2 separate regions of the Rattus norvegicus genome follow, and region 2 is linked to region 1. The links are chromatin contacts, called in public Hi-C maps. All regions are on one chromosome and are shown on one strand. Each heading gives the region's core, a stretch centred on a gene start, on an enhancer-like site or on the middle of the called end of the contact. The rest is flanking DNA. Distances are from core to core; before and after follow the strand shown.

Region 1 (6,022 bases), core at 1,416-3,915:
CTATTAGCCCAAATGCTTGAATTACCCTAGATGCCTAGAACAAATGAAACTCAAGACGGATGATCAAAATGTGAATGTTCCCCTTCTTTAAAAGGGGAACAAGAATACCCTTGGCAGGGAATAGAGAGGCAAAGATTAAAACAGAGACTGAAGGAACACCCATTCAGAGCCTGCCCCACATGTGGCCCATACATATACAGCCATCCAATTAGACAAGATGGATGAAGCAAAGAAGGGCAGGCTGACAGGAACCGGATGTAGATCGCTCCTGAGAGACACACTCAGAATACAGCAAATACATGGCGAATCCCAGCAGCAAACTACTGAACTGAGAATAGGACCCCCGTTGAAGGAATCAGAGAAAGAACTGGAAGAGCTTGAAGGGGCTCGAGACCCCATATGTACAACAATGCCAAGCAACCAGAGCTTCCAGGGACTAAGCCACTACCTAAAGACTATACATGGACTGACCCTGGACTCTGACCTCATAGGTAGCAATGAATATCCTAGTAAGAGCACCAGTGGAAGGGGAAGCCCTGGGTCCTGCTAAGACTGAACCCCCAGTGAACGTGATTGTTGGGGGGAGGGTGGCAATGGGGGGAGGATGGGGAGGGGAACACCCATAAAGAAGGGGAGGGGGAGGAATTAGGGGGATGTTTGCCCGGAAACCGGGAAAGGGAATAACACTCGAAATGTAAATAAGAAATACTCAAGTTAATAAAAAAAAAAAAAGAAGGGAGCTAGCTATCTTTTATAGTGAGATAGTATGTTCCTAGAAGCCATTGCTTATCAAATAGGAAACCCAGTGTGTGTGTGCATGTGCATGTGCGTGCGTGCGTGCGTGCGTGCGTGCGTGTGTGTGTGTGTGTGTGTGTGTGTGTGTGTGTATGTGTGTGTGTGTGAAACCTCTTTATGAGTTGCTGGTCAGAAAGGACCTTGAGATTTCCCGCCCCCAAATACAGGACATTTCCACTCATTGCCCACAAGGACTAAACAATACAACCTCTTCCTGAAGACACCGTGCAGCTTGCTTGTAAGACCAACAGAGAAAGCAAACTGGAAGTGAGCTGGGGACTTTCTTCCTAATGAACAGCTTTCCTGGTGCTAGAATGTGCTATGTGGGCTGCTGGGATAGATAAGGCATCAATGGTGTTACTCAGCTGTGAACTGTGTGAACTAGAACGCCAAAGTTCCATGCAAGATGTACCTGCTGTATTAGCCCAAATGCTTGAATTACCCTAGATCCCTAGAACAAACGAAACTCAAGACGGATGATCAAAATGTGAATGCTTCACTCCTTCTTTAAATGAGGAAAAAGAATACCCTTGGCTGGGAAGGGAGAGGCAAAGATTAAAACAGAGACTGAAGGAACACCCATTCAGAGCCTGCCCCACAGGTGGCCCATACATATACAGCCACCCAATTGGACAAGATGGATGAAGCAAAGAAGTGCAGACCGACAGGAGCCGGATGTAGATCGCTCCTGAGAGACACAGCCAGAATACAGCAAATACAGAGGCGAATGCCAGCAGCAAACCACTGAACTGAGAATAGGTCCCCCGTTGAAGGAATCAGAGAAAGAACTGGAAGAGCTTGAAGGGGCTCGAGACCCCAAAAGTACAACAATGTCAAGCAACCAGAGCTTCCAGGGACTAAGCCACTACCTAAAGACTATACATGGACTGACCCTGGACTCTGCCCCCATAGGTAGCAATGAATATCCTAGTAAGAGCACCAGTGTAAGGGGAAGCCCTGGGTCCTGCTAAGACTGAACCCCCAGTGAACTAGACTATGGGGGGAGGGCGGTAATGGGGGGAGGGTTGGGAGGGGGACACCCATAAGGAAGGGGAGGGGGGAGGGGGATGTTTGCCTGGAAACCGGGAAAGGGAATAACACTTGAAATGTATATAAGAAATATTCAAGTTAATAAAAAAAAAAGATGTACCTGCTGGTCCAATAATAATACAACCTGTTACCTCAGGTTGGGATGTGAGGCCTGCATCTTAGGAGAGAATGCACGTCTAGTACTGTAAGCACAGTCAAAACTTCACAGATGGCCTGGAGACGTGACTCAGTGTTTAAGTGCGTTTGTTGATCCTGCAGATGATTCAGTTCTCAGCACTTACATGGCCCTTAGAGCCATCTATCACTCTAGCCCGAGGGGACCCAATGCCTTCTTCTGGCTTCCATGGGCACAAGGTATGCTTGAGGCACACTCATAGGTGCAGGCAAAACACTAACTCACATATAGCATTAAATTGAATAAAACCTAAGAAAAAAGAAAAGAAAAAAGGAAACAATTATTGGGAAGGTCAGAGGTCTCGAGGGAAGAAGTCACTACTGCTATTTAGCTAAATTTACATGATCCCTAGCTGCAGTTCAAATACTGTTTATACCCATAGAGAAATGCTACTCCTACCCTTCATCAAATACGCTTCTCTTTTTAGTGAACAGTGAAGAATGCACGGCTCGAGAGAGTTAGAATAAATGATTGGTGAATGCTTATCCTTAAACAGGACATTTATGTAACCCCGGGTAAGGTCAGGGAACATTGTGAAAGAGAGAAAAGAAGAGGAAAAAAAAACAAAACTACAAGCTGGGACACAGAGAGAGGTTGTGAAATGCTGTCCTCGGGGCAGGACACAGGAGTGCAAACATGATCTCATAGCTTCTGATTGCTTGTCTGTTCTGGGCCTGCCAACAGCCAATCATGGTTGGATGAAGGGCTCAGAGAGCCCCAACTCTTCCTGCTGAACTGCTGGTAGCTAATGGATTCTGGAAGATGTTTATCCTCCGCTTACACCAAACCAGTGAACTCTAATGGATGTCCCAAACCGGTGCCCACACAGATGGTACTGGTTAAAATCAGTGGATCATAACCAGAAAAGGAAGGCATTAAAGTAGCATGTGGTTTTTTGGGGAGGATTGGGGATAGAGTGGAAAGAGGGTAAAACTTGGTAGGGATGAAAGTAAACAGAAGGCACTATATACATGTAAGCAATTGTCACGTTAATTAAGAACACGTTTACTTAATTAAAAAAGAGTAAGTTAAAAATAAATTGTTCTTAATTTTCTTCTTTTGTATCTTTCTTCTTCAACTGGCAACAATCATAGGTGTGGGAACTGGGATCCAGGAGGGGCTGAAGGAGGCAGAGTCATGATTCCAGGGAAGAGACTCCGGAGTCCAGCACAGAAACGCAGATTTACTGTATAGAGTACCCCAAGCGTGTTTTATACAGTCTTTGAACCAATGGGGAATCGCCTTGAGTTCTGAAGTAGCCAACAATCCCACTGGCACTGTGAGGAGGTACCAGGCTGCCAGCACCCACGGACACTTCCGTAAAGACAGGAAGCAGCCACCACTCTGTTCTGGGCCCATTGTGAGGGTCCCTTTTTGCTAGGATCCTCTATCTTGTGTCACTCCATGAGCCAGGAGATATGGGCTCTAGTACTATCAGAGCAGTAAGGAAGCCTCCATCACCATCTATCTACCAGGCCCCACCCAGAAAACCATCTATTTCTTGTAGATTTTCCAGTTTTGTGGATTACATAAAAAAAAAGAACCCACAAAACTATAACCTAATGATTCTTTGAATTTCTTCAGTGTCTCTTCTTCTCTTTCCCTTACATTCTGATTTTGTTAATTTGAATTTTTTTCATCTTTATTAACTTGAGTATTTCTTATTTACATTTCGAGTGTTATTCCCTTTCCCGGTTTCCGGGCCAACATCCCCCTCCCCCTCCCCTTCTTTATGGGTGTTCCCCTCCCCATCCTCCCCCCATTACCGCCCTCCCCCCAACAATCACGTTGTTCACTGGAGGTCCAGCCTTGGCAGGACCCAGGGCTTCCCCTTCCACTGGTGCTCTTACTAATTTGAAATTTTTATCTGTGTCTTATTTTAGTTAGATTGGATAAGGATTTTTCTAGTTGACTTTTTTGATGAATCAACATTTTTGTTTCATTGATTCTTTGTATTGTTCTCTTCAGTTTTATTTTGTTGATTTCAGCCCCTACTTTGATTATTCCCCGCAGTCTACCCCTCCTGGGTATGCCTCCCTCTTCTCGTTCTAGAGCCCTCGGGTGTGCTCTTGGGTTGCTAGCGTGAGATCCCCTCCCCCCCCGTAGGCCTTTAGTGCCATGAACTTCCCTCTTAGTGCCACTTTCATCGTGTCGCATACGTTCGCTAACGTTGTGTATTTATTTTCACTGAAGTCTAGAATTCCAATTTCTTGTTTCTGTCTTAACCCATACGTATTCAGTTGTTTTTCAGTTTCCATGGATTTGTAAGCTTTCCATTGTTTCTATTGCCGTTGATACCCAGCTTTAATCCATGGTGATCTGATAGGATACAGGGCCTTGTTTCAGTTTTCTTGTATCTCCTGAGATTTGCTTTGTGACCAAGTATGTGGTCAATTTTGAGGACAGTTCCCTGAGGCGCTGAGAAGAAGGTATATTCTTTTGTGTTTGGGTGGAATGTTCTGTAGATATCTGTTGGGTTCATTTGGTTAATAATATCTGTGAGTTCCAGTGTTTCTGTTTAGTTTTCATATGGATGACCTACCTGTTCATTGGTGAAAATACGGTATTGAAATTTCCCACTAGCAATAATGTGTCAATGTGTGACTTAAGCCTTAATAATGTTTCTTTTACAAATGTGGGTACCCTGGTGTTTGGGGCATGGATGTTAGGAACTGAAACATTATCTTGGATTTTTCCTTTCATGAGTATAAAGTGTCCTTTCCCATCTCTTTTGATTAATTTTGGTTTGAAGTCTATTGTTTTAGATACTAGAATGGCTATACCAGCTTTTTACTTAGGTCCACTTGCTAGGGAAATCTTTTTTTAGTCCTTTACTCGGAGGTAATGTCTATCATTAATGTTGAGGTATATTCCGTGTAAGAAGCAGAAGAATGGATCTTGTTTTCCTATTCATTCCGTTAGCCTTGTCTTTTTATTGGGAAACTGGATCCAATGATATTGAGAGATACAAATGACCAATGATTGTTAGTTCCTGTTTTTTTTTTTGTTGTTATTGTTGAGTGTGTGAGTGAGTGTGTGTGTGTGTGTGTATGTGTGTGTGTGTGTGTGTGTGTAGGATGATGTCATTATACAGGTGAAGGCAGGTATAGGATAGAATGAGGCCTGTCATTGGATGAGAAGGAAGGATGGGCGGGAGAAAAGTTTTCGAGAGGAGGAGGAGCCTGGAGGAGAGGAGACTTGCCAAGAGTACACGGAGGAGGATGTTAAGATTCCTCTCTGCACATTTACAGGTTGTTATGGATATTCTTATGTGATGGATGTGTACAGGGTTTTGTATGTCTAGGTGGGCAATTATATATTATCAATTGGATCAAAGGTTATGGTGTTGTGTTTTCTTTCATGTGGTGATTTAATTGAGTTCAAAAGACTGTGTGGTGGCTGGACACACTGGGGCACCATGGAATTGGGGTGTGTATGTCTGGCATGGTGGCAACCTGTCTTGGGAACTAGATGGGTAGAGATTGTTGCCAGGCTCAGCGAGTAGCCATCGGCAGTGTGATGTGGGGTGGAGCAAAGCGGGTGAGATGCTTTGCTGACTGAGATGAAAATATTAAACAGATGTCTTGGAGCACTGTGATGCTGGAGCTAGTGAGGGATAAAAGAAAGCATATTTTAATTTTATTGCAATGTGTGTGTGTGTGTGTGTGTGTGTGTGTGTGTGTGTGTGGTCTAGACTGGCATCTGTGGTCTCTTAGTCTGCTGGACTTCTGTCCAGGCCTTTCTGGTTTTTAGATTCTCCATTCAGAAGTTGGGTGTAATTCTAGTAGGTCTGTCTCTACACGTTATTTGTTTTTTCTCCTTGTAGCTTATAATATTTTCTGTGTTCTGTATGTTTAATGTTTGATTATTATGTGGCAATCATGCTTTTTTTTCTGCTCCAGTCTATTTGGTGTTCTGTACGCTTCTTATTCCTTATAGGCATCTCCTTTTTTAGGTTAGGAAAATTTTCTTCTATGATTTTTGTTAAAAAATATTTTCTGG
Region 2 (6,022 bases), core at 1,926-4,425, 77 kb after region 1:
AAAGCTTCTCAAAACTAAGGCAACGCACTCACCTCCGCCCTCCGGATTTCAAATTCATCTTGGATGGCTCCAAGAACTGAGAGAAGCTAAAAAGCATTTTTCTTTTTTCAAAAGCTCCTTCCAAAAAGCTTCAAAAGCTTCTTCGGACAAAGCAAAAACAACGGGATATTGACTAGCCAAGCTGGCTTAATACATCTTAGCATTAGGAAAGGTGCTTTTTCTACAGTGACGCAGTCATCTGTTTAGTCAAATATCATGTATGCTCCATATTAAAGTCTGACCCTTGCCCAGATACAGGCTGCCAACTTCAAGGCAGAAACCATCTTTACGTATGAGGCTTTCTTTCCTTAGATTTCTGCAAGCCAAAAAATATCTACCGCACAAATACATTCTAAGCACCAGCTAAAGAGTCCATTTTAACTTTGGACTAGTTATAGCTTTTATTTTATCATTAAAACTTATCTAACATTTTGAAATAACTTATTAGTTAAGAATCTGAAATCAAAGTAGCTTATATTATGCTTTTTACTGAATTGATTTTTTTTTTTTGGTTCTGTAATCTTCTCTCCCTTTAGATTTTAAAACTTAGAAAGTACCTTTAAAATGCTTTTTCTTCTTTCTTTCTTTCTTTAGTCTTTTATTTTTATTTCTTGGATCAACTTCAGTGATGTGGATGGCAGAATTTGGACAGTTAACAGATTATTGGAACTCCATGTGAAGTGACACGCCTAATAATTTTATCTCCCCCTCCCCCAAAAGGGGGACAGGTACAGTTTGAAGATCGTATTTACAGTGGACTGGGAGCAGAGAGTTGACCTACTTTGTCCAAAACTAACACATCACAGGAAGTCACGAGAGTTAAGAGGCGGGGCTTTTACTGTTACGGAGACTGACACATAAAAAATAGGCTAGTATTTTCCTCCTAAGCTAATTGAGCATTGCTTTCCTTAGAAAACAATAATGTGCTTTACTCATTTGGACATATGCTTTAAAGAGCAGTAAATTCCCCTTTCCTATGCTGTTAGTAGTGCAAACACCTCAGCTATGTAGATTGCTTCTCCAAATACTAGCCAGAACACATTTATCTTTGGAAAGAAAGACAACAGTTATAAAAACACTGTATCGCCAAGATGCAGCGATCTTCACAGAGGTGAACATATTCACACAACGAAGTGCAAATACACACGGCCATTCAAATACAAAATTATAAAGACGATGAAAAATACCCAAAATAGCAATTTTATATATAAAATTTTATATTAAAATATTGCTCATAAATAAGGTGATATTATGAATTCTATTTCCCTCTTTAAAATTATCTCTAGTAGTTTAGGCTAACGCAAGACCTTATTAATTAGGCTTCTGTTGTCTTGACAGCTGAGTTACAATAAAAAATTGGTCAATAGAAACACTGTAACAGTGGATTTAAGTAGTCAAACACTGTAAAAGTTAGGGACGGGCATTTAGTAATTATAAGAAAAAGCCCCCCGAATGTAGCCAAATGATTAACCCTGGACTAGAGTGATCTGCTTTATTAGATAAAGATAATGAATATTATCTTATGTTTTGCAAGTACAACAACCATGAAAATGGACCATGACGTTCTTCAAATGCTTTCTCGGTCCAGATGCTTAGCAGAGCGACAGAGATGAAGAGCGCGGGAGCTGTGCTCAGCTCAGTTGTTAGTGGATAGGTGTGGCCTTGTTCCGGTCCGTCCCACTTGGAGGCAGGGCAACTTGGAACAGTTCTTGAGGAGCTGCTCGATAGCCACGTGACGGACGTGGAGCTCGGATGCCAGGGAGTCCTTTTCTTGCACCTGGTGTGTCAACTCTTCAAAAACTTCTGTGAGGATTTAAAAGGCAGTTTCACTTTTAGTACGCGGAAGGCTAATGGCTATGACTCCATCTTAAGTAAACACAGGTATGAGTTAAGTTTTAGCAAGAAACGGATTTGATACTGAAGAAAACGGCTGTTTCCTTCTGAGCCTATCAGTGTTGAGCACTCTATCACACTTCCCACAGGAAACTGTGATACCCAGTGGTGTCCACCGGGTGCAAGTTTAGAAAGACTATAAGTACATACAGCAGAAAGAGTGGCCACCACTTGAGTCACGTCTCCATTACAACCTATAAATAGGTTCAATCAATACATAATGACCTGTGGCATAAACGTTCATTAATATCCAGGTCTAGAAACTCCTCAGAGACTTGGAACAGACTTTCAAAACCCTGGCCCCTACTGGTGGTTATGTGACGGCCTCAGACAATCCAGACCTCGGGCTTGAATTTTCTTTTACGGGTAAGATCAGTAATAAATGTGACCATCTCACAGAAGCACGGTCAGAGTTGAGTGCGGCCCCATTTGTGACGAACAGAAGGCCGCAGTGGGTGTGGACTGGGAATATCAGTGCCATGTTTAACGGTTTTCAGAAGCTGTGTGCTTAAAGCTTTGCACTTCAGTCTGCTACTGACTGATTGCATACTCTGCAAGCGACTTAAAGGCCTCCAAAGAATAACTATTTGTTTTACCTAAATGGACGGAAGCTGGAAGAAATGACAAAGGCAGACTTTGTTTTTTTTGTTTTTTTTTTTTTTTTTAGAAAACCCTCATGTATTTATGGACAAAACAATGTTTTGTTGGGGAATCTCAAAAATAATCCATGCAGTGTGCTGAGGTGGGCCCACAGGGATAGAAATGGGATATTTAGTAACAGTTGCAGCTGATGACCACAGGAAGTGGTCGGCACACTTGTCTCACTATTTTTTATGGGTTTCAAATGTTCGTAGTTTATGTGGATAACCAGGGGTAGTACCATGGCCCTAAGGAACTATCAGGATGTAAACCCCAGACTGCCCAGTGCTATGACTGGCCCTCGATGAAGACAACAGTGGCAAAAGGCAGAGGTTAGCTCTCCATTCTACTTAGATTACTTTTCCTGAAGGCCCCAAAGAGATCTACCCATTGCTGTTTTGGCTCCCAAACCTCAACAGGTCTCAATGTCTAATTCCCAGATTTAAACGCTGTAGACTCTAACAGTGTCCAGTCACAGGGGATGGGTGGTATCAACATTTTTACACATGACAAGCATTGAGACTGAGTCTTTACCCTGGATTTGCTGTCGGAGCTTTGTACTCAGTTGAACTACTTCAGCAAGCGTCATCGAATTCACTGAAATAGGAAAACACAGTAACTGTTACCACACACAGCCTTGGACAGCAAGCTGCTGCCAGGTTCTTAGGTAGAGGACGGGCAGATAATTCACCAATTCAACATTCAACAGAACCCCATTTCCTTCATTGGTTCTTAAAAGTGTAGCAAATCTTAACTACAAAACCCTCAGGCGAGACACATTTATACTAGCACTGTAACACCTCCATCCTCCACAGGAAACAGGGAGTTTGAACAAAAAAGGTAGAAGTACTAGTGACTTCTAGTAAGCATTAATTACGTCATGCAGTAGGGCTTTAAAATATCTGTCTAGCAAAACAACTTTACATGAAGGATCGAGGACCTGTCTAAAGACATCGTCAAGGCCCCTTCTGGATCTAAAATAATTTCATCTAAGCCAATCAGAATCACCTTGGTGAGACTTTGTAGGAAAGGGGCAGGCAAAAGTCATTTTAAAATTTAAAATAAATGCCCATGTTACACCTTTTAGCGTTCAGTAAATTGTCAGATGTCTGTTTTAAAATCGACTCCTGTGGCTGATTAGTCATATAAGGGGTTAGTAACATGACAGTGTGTACTGGGCAATAGTTCCAGTTACATAAGCAGAAAGAACCCTGAACTTTCAATTCATTTTGATGATTTCTGCTCTATTTGGTCACTAATAAGGGCAAAATAAATGACAGTGGCAATGAAATTTGGTGTGTAATAAATAGTATATATTCAAGAACCCTCCAAAGAAGTTTTTAAGATGTCTCACTATTGTTGAGGTCAATCTGTCACTTAAATATTATGTCCACCAAATCTGTCATCCTACATTGTAATTCTGAACACACACACACACACACACACACACACACACACACACACACACAAACGTGTGCATAGAAGAAAAAAAACCAGACCAACTACCACCCAACCTTCCCTCAATAAAGGTCAAACTATATACTTATTCTTCACCTTCATTCTCACACACTACTTACGCTCTTCTCGGCTGTAGCGAGGACTCTGGGTCTGCACACTCCGCTCCGGAACAGAGCTCGTCTCTTCTGTTTTCTGTGCCTGGTTGTGACTGTGAGTCCACAATGCATCCGCGTCTTCCAGGATACCAAGCCCGAAGTCCGTGTCCTCCCTGTGGTCCAGGATTCTCTGCGTATAGCTTGAGATGCCGACTGCGCTTCCTGCTAACCCCTTGGCTGAGTACTTGGGCACCTGAGAGTCAAACTGTGGGAGTAATTTCTTCTCTGGCTTATGCCTGAAATTAAACAGGTGATGCTGGGAAGTTTTGGAACACTCCGAGTCCAAATCCAGATTCTTATTTTGGGCATACTGCACAATCCAGTTTATCTTCTTACTCAGGATGGTTTTAACTCCTTCGTAAGTACTTTTGGAGAGCTTGGATCGAGAACAATCCTGGTTGGCAATTAAATGGTATTTTTCAAAGCAGTCTTTGTGGCCTCTCAATGATTTGGTGTGTAAAAGATTAGACTTTGGTACTCCTAAAATGACAAGAGGACAATGAAAACTCAAAAAGGGTTCACAGGTTCTTGACAAAACATCAGTGTAGTGAAGTCTTGATAGAATTCATTTGCAAACTTGAAGCCTGTAAATGCTAAATGTAGCCCGATCTGTTTCCGTTTGGCTTTATATCCAAACTGTTTTTATTGATTTGCTGTATTTGTGCATGTGCATGTGTATGTATGTTTACATAGACTAGCATGTGTCCTCATGGAGGCCCAAGTTCAACCAAGTGTGTCTCTCTTGGATTGCTCTCTGTTCCCACTTAAGACAGAATCTTACTGAACTTGGATTCAGTGGAGAGTTGGTCTGGCCCATGCCCTGCCCCCATCTTTGAATTCTAGGCACTAGTATCAGGTCCCCATACTTGACTGAGCCACATTTCCAGCTCAACAGCAATGTCTGCATGTTTAGAAAAGAGTTTTGAAAAATGTAATAATTCAATTGGAATCTTAGTCTAGTGGCATATGAACATACAATATAGAAATACAGAGCATCACTGTATCTTCATGAAATACATATTTACAAAGCTTTCATTTATAATATTCAATGTCCCGCGCGCGACCTCTCGCCAGCAAGGAAACACGCCGGGGCATACGAATCCTTGCTGCAGCCAAAACTTTTATTCAATCTTAAGGAGAAGCCCCGCGCGCCCGAGTATCCGGGACAAATGCCTCACCATCGCCGGCGCCGAAGGAGAGCCTCCATTCACGGAAAGGATCCAGAAGCTGCGGGACGCGGGTGAGACTCTGAGAGACAATGTTTAGCCTTGATCTGTTCCACCTCACTCCTCTGCTAGATGCAGCGGAAGCCTCTATGGTGGTTGTAGCAGCCCTCGGGCTTTCTCTATTGGCCTTTGAGCTTCTAGCTACCGTCAGAAGGCGTCAGAGGGGGTTGGGGATTTAGCTCAGTGGTAGAGCGCTTGCCTAGGAAGCGCAAGGCCCTGGGTTCGGTCCCCAGCTCCGAAAAAAAGAACCAAAAAAAAAAAAAAAAAAGAAAAAAGAAGGTGTCAGAGGTCACATGGGAGCCGCCCAGTTGTAACAGCAAAGCGGAGAGCGTTGGGGGAAGGGCAAGGCAGCATGTCAGAAACAGAGTGAGGTGAAAGATTAGAAGCTTTAAGAAGGAAAGGTGCACCTAAGAAAAAAGGCCCTTCCAAGGACCTTGGATCCGAGGAAGCGAGAGAGTGGGGAAAAAACGCCCCGGGAGAGAAAAAGGGAGGAGATAAAAGGAACACAGTATTTTGGGAGAAAAACTTTGTCTTTGTGCTTGTAAAAGGTGTGATTAGGCTCTGGAAGCCTTGCAGAGTCATACTGATCAGACTTGATAGAGGCAGACCGCC

What was found. Hi-C and Micro-C count contacts between places; a contact is called where the count stands out from the background.
Region 2: a Hi-C map of liver shows a contact between it and region 1, with 2.1 times the contacts expected there. The contact joins two enhancer-like sites. A contact is called at or near these places in 2 of 12 Hi-C or Micro-C datasets (kidney and liver).

The regions. Positions count from the first base shown.
Region 1 is chr11:30,642,661-30,648,682 of GRCr8, forward strand. No RefSeq gene overlaps it. Among named protein-coding and RNA genes, the nearest start is that of C11h21orf91, 100 kb to the right of the region's middle. Within about 2 kb of position 2,666, at least 6 of the 93 cell types and tissues checked have an H3K27ac peak or open chromatin away from gene starts, as enhancers often do. A contact at or near this core is called in liver, where this site is marked.
Region 2 is chr11:30,719,061-30,725,082 of GRCr8, forward strand. C11h21orf91 (similar to human chromosome 21 open reading frame 91) reads right to left here. Exons shown (of 5, transcript NM_001108312.3): 3 at 4,149-4,664; 4 at 3,106-3,168; 5 at 1-1,842. The coding sequence ends at 1,676. Among named protein-coding and RNA genes, the nearest start is that of C11h21orf91, 27 kb to the right of the region's middle. Within about 2 kb of position 3,176, at least 2 of the 93 cell types and tissues checked have an H3K27ac peak or open chromatin away from gene starts, as enhancers often do. A contact at or near this core is called in liver, where this site is marked.